Regions from separate parts of the Sus scrofa genome. Here region 2 is linked to region 1. A link is a contact called in public HiChIP or PLAC-seq data. All regions are on one chromosome and are shown on one strand. The core of a region is the stretch at or near the end of the contact, and the rest is flanking DNA. Distances in the headings are between cores, read along the strand shown. Region 1 has its middle 15 kb from the start of LRRFIP2. Region 2 has its middle 15 kb from the start of TRANK1.

Evidence for each region. HiChIP or PLAC-seq counts read pairs in DNA pulled down with a chosen protein or histone mark.
Region 2: an H3K27ac HiChIP or PLAC-seq map of alveolar macrophages shows a contact between it and region 1. The contact joins two enhancer-like sites. A contact is called at or near these places in 4 of 47 Hi-C or Micro-C datasets (embryonic fibroblasts, liver, mesenteric adipose tissue and 1 more) and 1 of 2 datasets of contacts at active chromatin or transcription factors (alveolar macrophages).

The regions. Positions count from the first base shown.
Region 1 is chr13:21,648,492-21,654,413 of Sscrofa11.1, reverse strand. It overlaps LOC100737115. Among named protein-coding and RNA genes, the nearest start is that of LRRFIP2, 15 kb to the left of the region's middle. Within about 2 kb of position 3,778, at least 18 of the 83 cell types and tissues checked have an H3K27ac peak or open chromatin away from gene starts, as enhancers often do. A contact at or near this core is called in alveolar macrophages, where this site is marked.
Region 2 is chr13:21,895,892-21,901,813 of Sscrofa11.1, reverse strand. No RefSeq gene overlaps it. Among named protein-coding and RNA genes, the nearest start is that of TRANK1, 15 kb to the left of the region's middle. Within about 2 kb of position 2,188, at least 57 of the 83 cell types and tissues checked have an H3K27ac peak or open chromatin away from gene starts, as enhancers often do. A contact at or near this core is called in alveolar macrophages, where this site is marked.

The sequences.
Region 1 (5,922 bases), core at 2,529-5,028:
TAAGTGTGTAACCCTGGGGAAAGGAGCACTTCCCTTTGTTTTTTGTGGAACCACCAAGGGGAAGTACATCAATAGCTGCCACCGTGAGGGCAGGAAGCTCACTCGAAATTATTTCTTTCAGGAGGCCTCTGTATCCCTAGGCAAGCAAAGGTGTGGGAGCTGACTCTCCCTGACACCTGGGGCTGGGGTCTGAGTCGGAGGTGTAATTATCTCAGACAGGGGTACATGTTTAAGGTATAAGGACACTGTGCTCAAATCCTGTGGGCAGCAGTGGAAGTTGATGAGAGCATTGCTTTCCAAGGGCGTTAACTTTGGAATGTTTCATAGGTAGCCATGACACCAGGCTCCCAGGAACTACAGCACTAGGGTGGCACCTTCCAGAGTAATCAGCCCTGGTCATAATCATGGTGATTCCTAGGTGTCAGGGAGGGGGGTGGAGCCAGGAGGAGAGAAGGGGAGGTCTGGGTTTCCCAACTGACCTATTCATGTGGGGCCTGCATTGACTAACAAGAGTTAGCCCTACGGTGAGATACTGTGTGTTTGTCAGCTGGTAAAGCAGGGTTTACTCATTGCCCAGTTCCTGAACTGCATGATTGTATCATTCTATTACAAGGAAACAACTCTGACCATGATTTGGTGATGTGACCAAGGCACTCCTCCCACTCCTTTGTCTCTTGTGTAATCCTGGGCAGGTTGCCCTTCTTTAAATTAGGATAATAATACCTTGTCTCTCTACCTCCAGGGTTGTTGTGAGGATCTTAAGAGATAGTATATGGAAATATAATTTTGGGAACTATCAAATGCTACTCAACTATAAGGCGTCATTATGACTGTAAATAACCAGGTGCTGTATATGATTTGTTAGATGTAAATCTGACAAAGGACTAATAGACATAATATATAAACATAATATATAAAGAGCCATAGACATAATATATAAAGAGCCCCCATAAGTCAATAAGAAACAGACATATGAAACAGTGCTTGACTTCATTAGTCATCAGAGAGACACAAATTAAAACCGCTATGAGAGGAATTCCCATCGTGGCTCCGCAGAAAAGAATCTGACTAGCATCCATGAGGACCCAGGTTTGATCCTTGGCCTCGCTCAGTGGGTTAAGGATCCGGTATTGCCATGAGCTGTGGTATAGGTCACAGACACAGCTTGGATCTGGCATGGCTATGACTGCGGTGTAGGCTGGCAGCTATAGCTCCTATTCGACCCCTAGTCTGGGAACCTCCATATGCCGTGGGTGGGGCCCTAAAAAAAAGACAAAAAATAAAATAAAATTAAAAAAATAAATAAAACCACTATGAGAGAACATTATATGACTACTAGAAAAGCTAAAATGAAAAAGACAATATCAAGTGCAGGTAAGGATGTGGGCAACTACAACTTTCATATGTCATTAAAAGCAGTATCAAATACATAACCAGGAGTTCCTGTTGTGGCTCAGTGGGTTAAGTACCGGACGTTGCCTCTGTGAGGATGTGAGTTTGATCCCTGGCCTCACTTAGTGGGTCAAGGATATGGTGATGTCGCAAGCTGTGGCATACGTCACACATGTGACTCAGATTTGCTGTTGCTATGGCCTCAGCTGCAGCTCCATTTTGACCCCTAGCCTGGGAACTTCCATATACTGCAGGTGCAACTGTAAAAAGAAGTAAAAGAGTATATACACAGGCAGACAGACAGACACACACACACAAAGTTTGAGACCTGAAAAGGAGTGGGTAACCTCGCTAATAAAAAGGAAAAAAAAATTCTGGGGAGCTCTTTGGCAATGTCTACTAAAGCAGAACACATTCATACCTAATACCTATAGAGTCCACTTCTGGGTAATACCTAGACACCTAAATCTTCATTAAGGGGTTTAGATCTGGGGTCACAAATTCAAACACACACACACAGAGGTTAGGTAAGTAATATCATTTACCAGCCAGATAAAAAAGGATCTATTTGCTGCCACATGCATGGACCTAGGATTCTCATACTAAGCAAAATCAGTCAGAAAGAGAAAGACAAATGCCATTTATCACTTATACGTGGAATCTAAAATAGGACACAGATGGAGTTCCTGCTGTGGTGCAACAGGATCAGTGGTGTCTTGGGAACGCTGGGACACAGGTTCAATCCCCTGCCTGGCACGGTGGGTTAAAGATCCAACATTGCTGCAGCTGTAGCTTAGGTCGAAACTGCAACTTGGATCTGATCCCTGGCCCAGGGCAGCCAAAAAAGAAAAAAAAAAAAAAAAAAAAAAAAGGACACAACTTATCTATGAAAGAGAAACAGACTCACAAAAAATATAGAGAATAGACCTGTGGTTGCCATGAGGGAGGGATGAGGACTAAATGGGAATTTGGGATTAGCAGATGTAAACTATTATATATTGAATAGATAAACAATGAAGTCCTACTGTATAGCACAAGCAACAATATTCAATATCCTATGATAAACCACCATGGAAAAAATATGAAAAATAATATTGTAAAAAATTACTGGCCAGAAGGGCACTCTCAGTGGAAATGATTTAAATGGACACCCTTTGGCAGAGCTGTCCTTCACCCTTCTGTTTGCTTTCCTCTGGAAGCAGCCCCTGCATGCCAAGATCTCAAAGTTCCACCTCTTCTCTCTCTCAAGTGATTGATTGCCCTTGGGTGGACACCTCACTCATGCCAGGCACATGGGTTCACTTGGGGCTCTGCCCAGACCCCCTTGCCTGGGCAGTGCACCTCCACCAGCTGCTGTGAGTGCTGGCTGCTAACAGCTCACAGCTGCCCCTGCTCTTGAATAGCCTTTTCCCAGAACGCTTGAGAAATTATGCCCCACCCCCACATAAGGCAAGCCACTGTCCATAACTGATGGATATGGGGGTCCAAAAGGCAGGCTCCCTTGTGTCAGGTGGGATAGCTGTAGTGCCCTGCATTCTTTAGATTCCACAGTGGGATCAGGCTGAGGCTAGACTTGCAGCTCTAGATCCTGCTCCATCCTATGTCCCTGCCTATTAAGTTTCTCCTGAGCACTCCCCAGTGAATCATTTGCACCAGTATCCCTCTGCTTCTACGGAACCTGAGGTAAGTCACAGGGCCCATAAGACCCACTTTCCTTAAAGAGCCGAAAGCCCAGACACACTCAAACAGTCACATCAATGTCACAACCACCAAGCGCTGGAGCTCAGTGTCTTCCCTCCCTGAGATGGGGTTCAGCCTCCCTCTGATTTCATAAAAGCTCCAGGGGCTTTCCAGTAATCCCCTTTTTTGTTCAAGTCAGCCAAAGTCCATTTCTCTTCCCTGAAACCAACATAACCTTAACTAATAGGATGGGGAATCCAGGCCTGACTTAACATGGCTTTGGAGATCCACCCAATGCTTTGAGGAACAATGTCAGTGAGACTCCCGAGAGGAAAATTAATTGATTACCCTTCCTATTCCCATGGCTTCAGTCACTAGAAGTGCTGCTAGGAATGCTCCCTATCCTTTAATCCTCCAGGAATTTGCCTTGCTGAGGAGTTAATTTGTTACCCGGGGCTCTGTTTCCCTGAGACCTCCTTGACTCCCGAGAGGCAGATCGAGCTAAATTCCTTCCACTGGTCGTCATCGTCTTGCATTTCTCTTTGTTTCTAGTCCTGTCCAGGATGCCTCTAGCATCTCTCTGAGGCTTCTTATCCCTCAAGTGCACTTTTCCACATTCTCTTGTCCTCCCTATGTGTGCATATGTATGTGGTGTGTTTGTACACATGCTCAGAAAGCCAACAGAGGCCATGAAGAAATCTCTGGAGAGTGGCCAGGTTTCAAATCACTCAGCCATGAAAGGGTGACACAATGCAAGCCTGATTAGTTCCACTCAGCATCATTCACTGATTCATCACAAAATTGATCCTTCTGATCCAGACTCTCCTCTCTCAATGGTCAAAGCAGCTTTTGTCTGAGCCAGGCATTGTGCCTCTATAGCCATTTTATGTAGTTGAGCCCAAGACAAGGGTCTATCCTAGCCAAATGTGGAAAGAGCTGGAAAATATTTTAAGATATTAACTTACAGTCTGTTTCCCAGTGGGGGTCTCCTCCGCTCCCCTTCCTTCACTTAAGCAGAACGTCACATGGTCTGAGGGGAGCCACGCTGCAGGGTGAAGGGTGAAAAGTTGACACATCATTTCTGGCTTGTTCCTAGTGATTGGTTCGTTCCGTAGACTGATGGTCCTCTGGTCTTAAAGCTCTCACATGAGGTTTGTTTGGTCCACACAGTCTTTTTTTTTTTTTTTTTTTTTTTTTTGCTGTACTCAAAGCATGTGGAGGTTCCTGTGCCAGGGATCAAACCTGCAACACAGCAGTGACCGAAGCCACTGCAGTGACAACACTGGATCCTTAATCCACTGAACCACAAGAAGACTCCCACTGTTCTTTTTAAAAGTCTGATTTTGGGGGGTTCCCATAGTGGCTCAGTGGGTTAAGAACTCAACATAGTGTCTATGAGGATGTAGGTTCAATCCCTGGCCTCGCTCAGTGGGTTAAGGATCTGGTGTTGCCTTAAGCTGAAGCCTAGGTCATACATGTGGTTTAAATCCTGTGTTGCCATGGCTGTGGCATAGACCAGCAGCTGTAGCTCCACTTCGACCATAGCCTGTGAACTTCCACAGGTGCAGCCTTAAAAAAAAAAAAAAAAAAAAAGCAAAAGTCTGATTTTGGCTACACAGGGCTCAGCTGTCCAGTGTACCTCAGGTCCCCAACACTCCCTACTGTCTGTCACCATCGACATTTCCTGCCTGGCCTCTTTCTGTGTACACTTGAATCTGTGACCACAACCTCAAAACCATTAAAGAAGATTATGCTCAGTGCCCTATATGCAAACATAGTCCTGAGGAAGAAACAAGAGGATTAAGAGAGGAAATTTCCCCCTCAGGAGGGCGACAGCCACAATGTAAGGCCCAGTGATGGCTATGACCATGATTCTACAGCACACAATTTAAATAACCACCTGAGGCATGGCTAATGGGTGAGAGGCCACTGTGGAGCAAGACAGCAATATTGGTCTAAGGTCAGAAGGAAGGGAGGGGCCAGGGTGTGTGTGCTGTGGTCTAGTGTCTAGTCTGCTCTCCATCCCCCTTCTCCTCCTTTTTGATGGAGCACCTTGATTACCTGTGGGAAACTGTCCCAACCCATGGTAGAGAGTCTGGGAGAGGATGTCCATTAAAGTGCTGTGGCCAAGGAGTATGCGTGACCAAGTGACCCAAACCAGGCTACCCACACTCTTTCCTCCAAGAATTTGGACCTTGAGCACAGGAACAGACGGGGAGAAAATCTGTCCTCCCTTGAAGGAACTGCCCATTAACTCCTGCTATCTAGACTCCTCAGGCACCCTAACTCTTCCTCTTCCTGGGGCCTATTTTGGGTCAGATTCTGTAAATTCTGGGACCTTTCCTTTTCATTCCAATAAGGTGTCTTTAGGGTCAGTCCTGTTGCTGGCAACCTGAGAACTCTGCCTTGTACAAGAGGTATCCTGGAAAATATAGGATGTGAGCTGACGAGAATAGCTTATTCCAGGTGAGGAGCATGCTCTCAGGGAAGCCTCTAGAGATCGCCGCTCCGCCTGGCTCAAGGGGAAATGTCAAGGGAGGAAGTGTGCGAAATGGGGGGCGGGAAGGGCTAGAATGGGAGAGTCTTTTCCTATTTGTCTTCAGGGTATGGCCTTTCCCCTAGAGCAGAGGTTCCTGTGATGTTGTTGTACACACTGCTGGGCTGTAATCAGCGAGCAAACGAGTTAGATCCAGTCCGCAGAGGACTGGGCAGGATGCATTAGAAACTGGGGATGCTTTGGAGTTTCCTTTGTGCTCAGCAGGTCAAGAACCCAACACAGTGTTTGTGAGGATGTGGGTTTGATCCCTGGCCTTGTGCGTCAGGTTAAGGATCCAGCATTGCTGCAAGCTG
Region 2 (5,922 bases), core at 939-3,438, 250 kb before region 1:
GGAATTAAGGAAACAGTCCTGTTTACCATCACACTGAATGGTTCTGAACCTGTCTCTAAGGTCTGGCCAAGCGTGGTTCTTGCGTCTGTCCTGAGAGGAGACCAAGCTTCCAGTGTGGCACAGTGGCCAGGCGTGGGTTTTTGACAGGGCCATGGGAAGCTGTGGACAGAATTTGATTTGTGGGCTGGTGTATCCACACACACATGCTCCTTCTGCTATAGGACAGATGGGAGTAGGAAGAGAAAGAGCTCTCCATTTGTACTATGCAACAGGCAGGTGTGGACCCATCACTCCCCCTCACAGACCAGGAGTGCATGTTTGTTTACCTCTTTCTCAGTTCCTTGTGCAATTCCTGGCCCCAGGATTGGTCTGCTGCCTCATTTCTCCTTCCTTTGCTCTGACCTATGTTTCTGCAGCAGCAGAACCATCAGTGTCAGTGGCTGGGTCACCTCCTGCTCCCTCTCCTTCTCTCCTCTTCCTCACCTCTCCCAGAGGGGGATCAGCATAGGCTTCTTAAGAATCCTAGCCCACACCTGTAGCTAGAGTGACATGTCAAAGCAGAGGTCACAAATTCAGCAAGGGATCAGGCAAATAGCACAACTTGACATTTCTGGCTAGGTGTCAGTACCAGGGAGACATAAGGCCTGCAGTAAACAGGGACAGCCAGGCTCCTTCTAAAGTGGCTCCAGCTAATTGTTGCTGTGGAGAAGGTGGGCTAGATGTCATTCTTTTGATTTTTAAAATTTTTTTTTAATTTATTTTATTTTTTATTTATTTATTTTTGTCTTTTTAGGGCCGCACCCGCAGCATAGGGAAATTCCCAGGCTAGGGGTCTAATTGGAGCTGTAGCTGCCGTCCTATGCCAGAGCCACAGCAACTCGGGATCCAAGCCACATCTTCGACCTACACCACAGTTCATGGCAACGCAGGATCCTTAACCCATATGAGCAAGGCCAGAGATCAAACCCACAACCTCATGGTTCCTAGTCGGATTCGTTAACCATTGAGCCACGATGGGAACTCCTGATATATATATATATATATATATATATATTTTTTTTTTTTTGATAGAGAGCAGGAACCTTGATTTTATTTTATAAATTTATATTGATGAAAAAATTTTGCTTGTTCTGGCAGTAAACAAACGATGTTGCAGCCATCAAGCCATCACATTACAGCCACCCAGAGCAGTGCACCCTGAGGAGACTCGGGATGAGAAAGCCCAGGATACTGGTCCCAGATAGCTGAAGTACATATCACAGGAATGATTTCAGTGAGCTTGGACTCTTGCATCTTCCCGTACATAGAAAAGTGCTAATAAATTACTTGACTTGAGATATCTGGTTTTCTTTCATTAACAGTAATTTTTTTGATGTTCTGATGTGGTCTTTGTTGCAAAAGCTCCTATATATCCTGGTTCCTCCCATACGTCTTTGGAGCAGTCCCTTAGAGTGCTCTGAGAGACTCTGGGCATCAGTTCTTAATTTTGTCCACCAAATAGAACATAATTCTCAATTTTTAGGTTGTGCACTTTTTTCAGTTGACAGTTCCTACCTACCTAATTCAAAATTTTAGCACAGCACAACATTGTAAATCAACTATACTTTAATTTTAAAAAATAAAATTTTCTTTTTTTCCTATAGTGCCCACCAAATAAAACCCAGGCACAGAGAGGCCAGATAGGTCAGCCACATTTATTATCACTTATAAAATTAAATACCTATGCCAGGAGTTCCTGTCGTGGCGCAGTCGTTAACGAATCCGACTAGGAACCATGAGGTTGAGGGTTTGATCCCTGCCCTTGCTCAGTGGGTTAACGATCTGGCGTTGCCCTGAGCTGTGGTGTAGGTCGCAGACGCGGCTAGGATCCCCCATTGCTGTGGCTCTGGTGTAGGCTGGCAGCTGCAGCTCTGACTAGACCCCTAGCCTGGGAACCTCCATATGCCACGGGAGCGGCCCAAAGAAATAGCAAAAAAAACCAAAAAAACAAAAAAAACAAACCTATGCCAAATCCACTTAGCTAGCTGAAGCAAGCAGGGAGCGCCCTGACACGTGGTTTGCCCTGACCTCACTGAACTCCAGATAGTATGAGGAAATACGTTGTTTTCACAGGCTATTTTTGCAGCCTGATATGCCCTTACCACCCTCTTCCATCTGGTAAACTCCAAAAGTCTCTGGATGACTCATCTCCACCCTCACCTCCCTTGAAAGCCTGGGCTGACCACGCACCCAGACCAGCCTCCCGGTGTTTACCACTTCCTGCTCATTGCTCCTTATTCTCTGTTACAGCCCTTATCACACTGTTTTATAAGTTTACCTGCCATCTACCCCTAGACAGCACACGTCTTGAAATCTAGGATTCTATCTTGTTAGTTCTGTGCTCCCAGCTCCTTGGCACTTAGCTGACACAGTGCTTATGTAATGAAGGAGTAAACAACACATATCAGTAAGGAGACCCATGTCAGGAAGCTGCTGGATATAGTTCCAAGGTGGTATTTGTGACAATGAGTGTATCATTTTAAGAGTTTAGGAGTGGGGTGGGGCTGGGGGGGAAACTGCTCAGCCGGATTTTGCCAAAGAATTTGCATTTGAACTGGGAAACAGATTCTCCTGGGGCAGGGGGAGGAGCAAAAGAAGAACGAAATGAAAATGAAGGCTGAAAGGACAGAAAGACCTGGTGGGCTCAGATGGTGAGGATGGCAGGGAAGCAAGTGAAAGGCAGTGACTGAAATGGAGGGCTCTTACAGGAGGACCGTGGGGGGAGGGCAGTGTAGAGGTGACCCGACGTCGTGGCATGTTCAGGAAGTGCTTCCAACCCCCTGATGACGGCCACCGCCCCAGGGAAGGGTTTTTTTTTTTCCTTCCACTGGTGGTAGAAGCGCCCTTGCAGGTTCGTGGATGCGCCACCGTGAGGCCTGAGCGCGCAGCTACACCTGAGTGGCTTTTACCGCCACCGAGAGAAAACCACTGCAACTTAAGTGGTATTTACATATACACAGATTTCTCCTTACAGCAGCTGAAGTCAAGCAAAAGTAAGACCACACCACTCATCTCGCAATCAGTCACTCCCTTTCTGAGGCTGCCTTGTCTCCTGTTTTTCTCCTAAGTAGTCTGTATATGCTTTAGGGGCAGAGGTTTATTCATTTTTGCTTCTCCACAGGGCCTTACGCTCTGAAGATGTTAAAAAACAACAACAAAACAAACTCTGGGAGTTCCTGTCATGGCGTAGTGGAAACGAATCTGACTAGGAACCATGAGGTTGCGCTTCAATCCTTAGCCTCGTTCAGTGGGTTGAGGATCTGGCATTGCTGTGAGCTGTGGTGTAGGTCGCAGTCTTGGCTCTGAACCTGCGTTGCTGTGGCTCTGGCGGTGGCGTAGGCCAGCAGCTGTAGCTCCTATCGGACCCCTAGCCTGGAAACCTCCATATGCCTTGGGTGTGGCCCTAAAAAGCAAAAAATAAATTAAAATATATTAAAAATTAAAAAAATCTGTTCAGTGCATTTGTATGAAGATGATGTCTCATAGTAAGTTTGTTTAAAGTTCTAAAAACAAGTGGAATAAGCCAGGCACCAAAGGACAAAGTTTGTGTGAGATTCCCCTGGTGTGAGGTACCTAGAACGCTCAAACTCAAAAGGGCAAAGTAGAATAGTGGTTACTAGGGGTTGAGGGGAAAGTGGGATGGGCAATTTTTGTTTAATCGGTAGAGAGTTTCTGTTTGGAATGATGTCTTTTTGGAATTTTTTTTTTTTTTTTGACCCATGCTTGTGGCATGTGGAAATTATGTTTTAATTTGGACAAATTTCTTTTAAAACTAGCTGCAAACTATCATCCTTGAAGTCCGTTTCATTAGATTAACAAGGTTAACCCTATCGATCCTCGTTTTCTACACACTCCTCACACTTGGTTTCCTGACCAACATTTTCAGTTATCTTCTTTAGAAAGGATAAACAGTAGATAAGTTTTCTGGATATTTACTGGTGTAAAATGACTTTGTCCAAATTAAAACAGAAGGTCCAAAAATATGTTTTTATGAAGAATTATAGAATAGACACTGAGCTATTTTAGATGAGAAAAGAAATTATCAGTACCATAATGAAAAGGCTTTTACTTCTCCCAATTATACGTGAGAGAGAACAATAAAAAAAAAAATTCCAAGACAAGGAGTTCCCTGGTGGTTTGCTGGTTAAAAAATGAAGCATTATCCTTGTAGCAGCTCTAGTTGCTACTGTGGTGTGGGTTCAATCACTGGCCCCAGAATTTCCATGTGCCACAAGTGTGGGTCAAAAAAAAATTCCAAGAAGACAAGGAAGTTATGATCCAAATTTGAAGTAAACTAGTATGTGATAAAAATTTAAGCAAATGTGGTAGTTTAAGAAAAGGGAATATGGGGTTCCCATTGTGGCTTAGTGGTTAAGAACCCCACTAGTGTCCATGAGGATGTGGGTTTGATCCCTGGCCTCACTCAGCGGGTTAAGGGTCCAGTGTTGCCACAAGCTGTGGCATAGTTCTCGGATGTGGCTCAGCTCCTGCACTGCTGTGGCTCTGGTGTAGGCCAACAGCTGCACCTCTGATTCGGCCTACTCTGGGAACTTCCATGTGGCACAGATGCGACCCTAAAAAAAAAAGAGAGAGAGAGAATCCATTTGACAATTTGCTAGGAACATTGTCCTTTGAGGTGTGGAGAATAGTGACATTGTAAACATAGGAGAACATGTAATAATATGTCATAACAACTAACTATTTATTGATTTCAGCTTGTATTATCAACCTAGAGACCAAGTGTGGGGGATAGTTTTGATTTCTGAACAGAATGCAAAATTTTTCAACCTTGGCAATGTAAATATTTTTAAAAACTATAAACATTTGTTATTTTTAAAACCACATATCATCGTGGAGTTTTATCAGCTGTGCTGATAGCGTTTTCATTGGATAAGAAAGGATTACTAAAGAAATTAGTAAGCAGGAGCTTATTTTTTGTTTGTTTTTTAAATCAAGGAAAACTGCCATTATCTACAAATTTGCCTTCTAGGAAACAGTCAGTCCCTCAACTCTAACCCCAGATGGGATGGCCAGAGGTACTAGGAAGTAGAGGTGGGAGAAAGGACAGGGTCAAGGGCACAGGGCCAAGACACATGGCAAACAAATTCTTTAAGAATAGAATCTAGGGGAGTTCTTGTTGTGGCTCAGTGGTAACGAACCCAACTAGTATTCATGAGGATACAGGTTCAATTCCTGGCCTTGCTCAGTGACTTAAGGATCCAGCATTGCCGTGAGCTGTGGTGTAGGTCACAGACGTGGCCCAGATCTAGTGTTGCTGTGGCTGTGGTATAGGCTGGCAGCTACAGCTCCAATTCAACTCCTAGTGTGGGACCCTCCATATGCCTGTGAGTGCAGCCCCAAAAAGACAAAAAAAAAAAAAAAAAAAAAATCCAGGGATTTTCCTGGTGGGACAATGGGTTAAAGATCCAGCATTTTCACTGCTGTGGCTTGGGCTACAGCTGTGGCATCAGTTTGATCCCTGGCTTGCAGAACTTCCATATGCCTTGAGTACAGCCAAAAAATAAGAATAGAATCTAAATCTGCACAAGTAACCAATAGAACAAAAACCAATGGCACAACTGTGAAAGAGGGAGGCAAGAAGAAGGAAGGGAGGAATAGGGTGGTATGAATTCACTGAATCCTTATTTATCATAGGTAAATAAAGAAACAATGTCTATAGTTGATAAATTGAGTTAGTGATAGAGATACATCAGAAACCAAAAGAATTAATATAAGAAAAGTTTATAAGTGGTTATTTGTACAGGGTAGCAATGAGGGAGATGAGAACTGAGTGAGGGCACCAAGCTTTCTATCATGTCTTTTGGTGTTTTCTGATTCTTTTTTTTTTCTGGCTGCGTGCTCAGCATGTGGAAATTCCTGGGC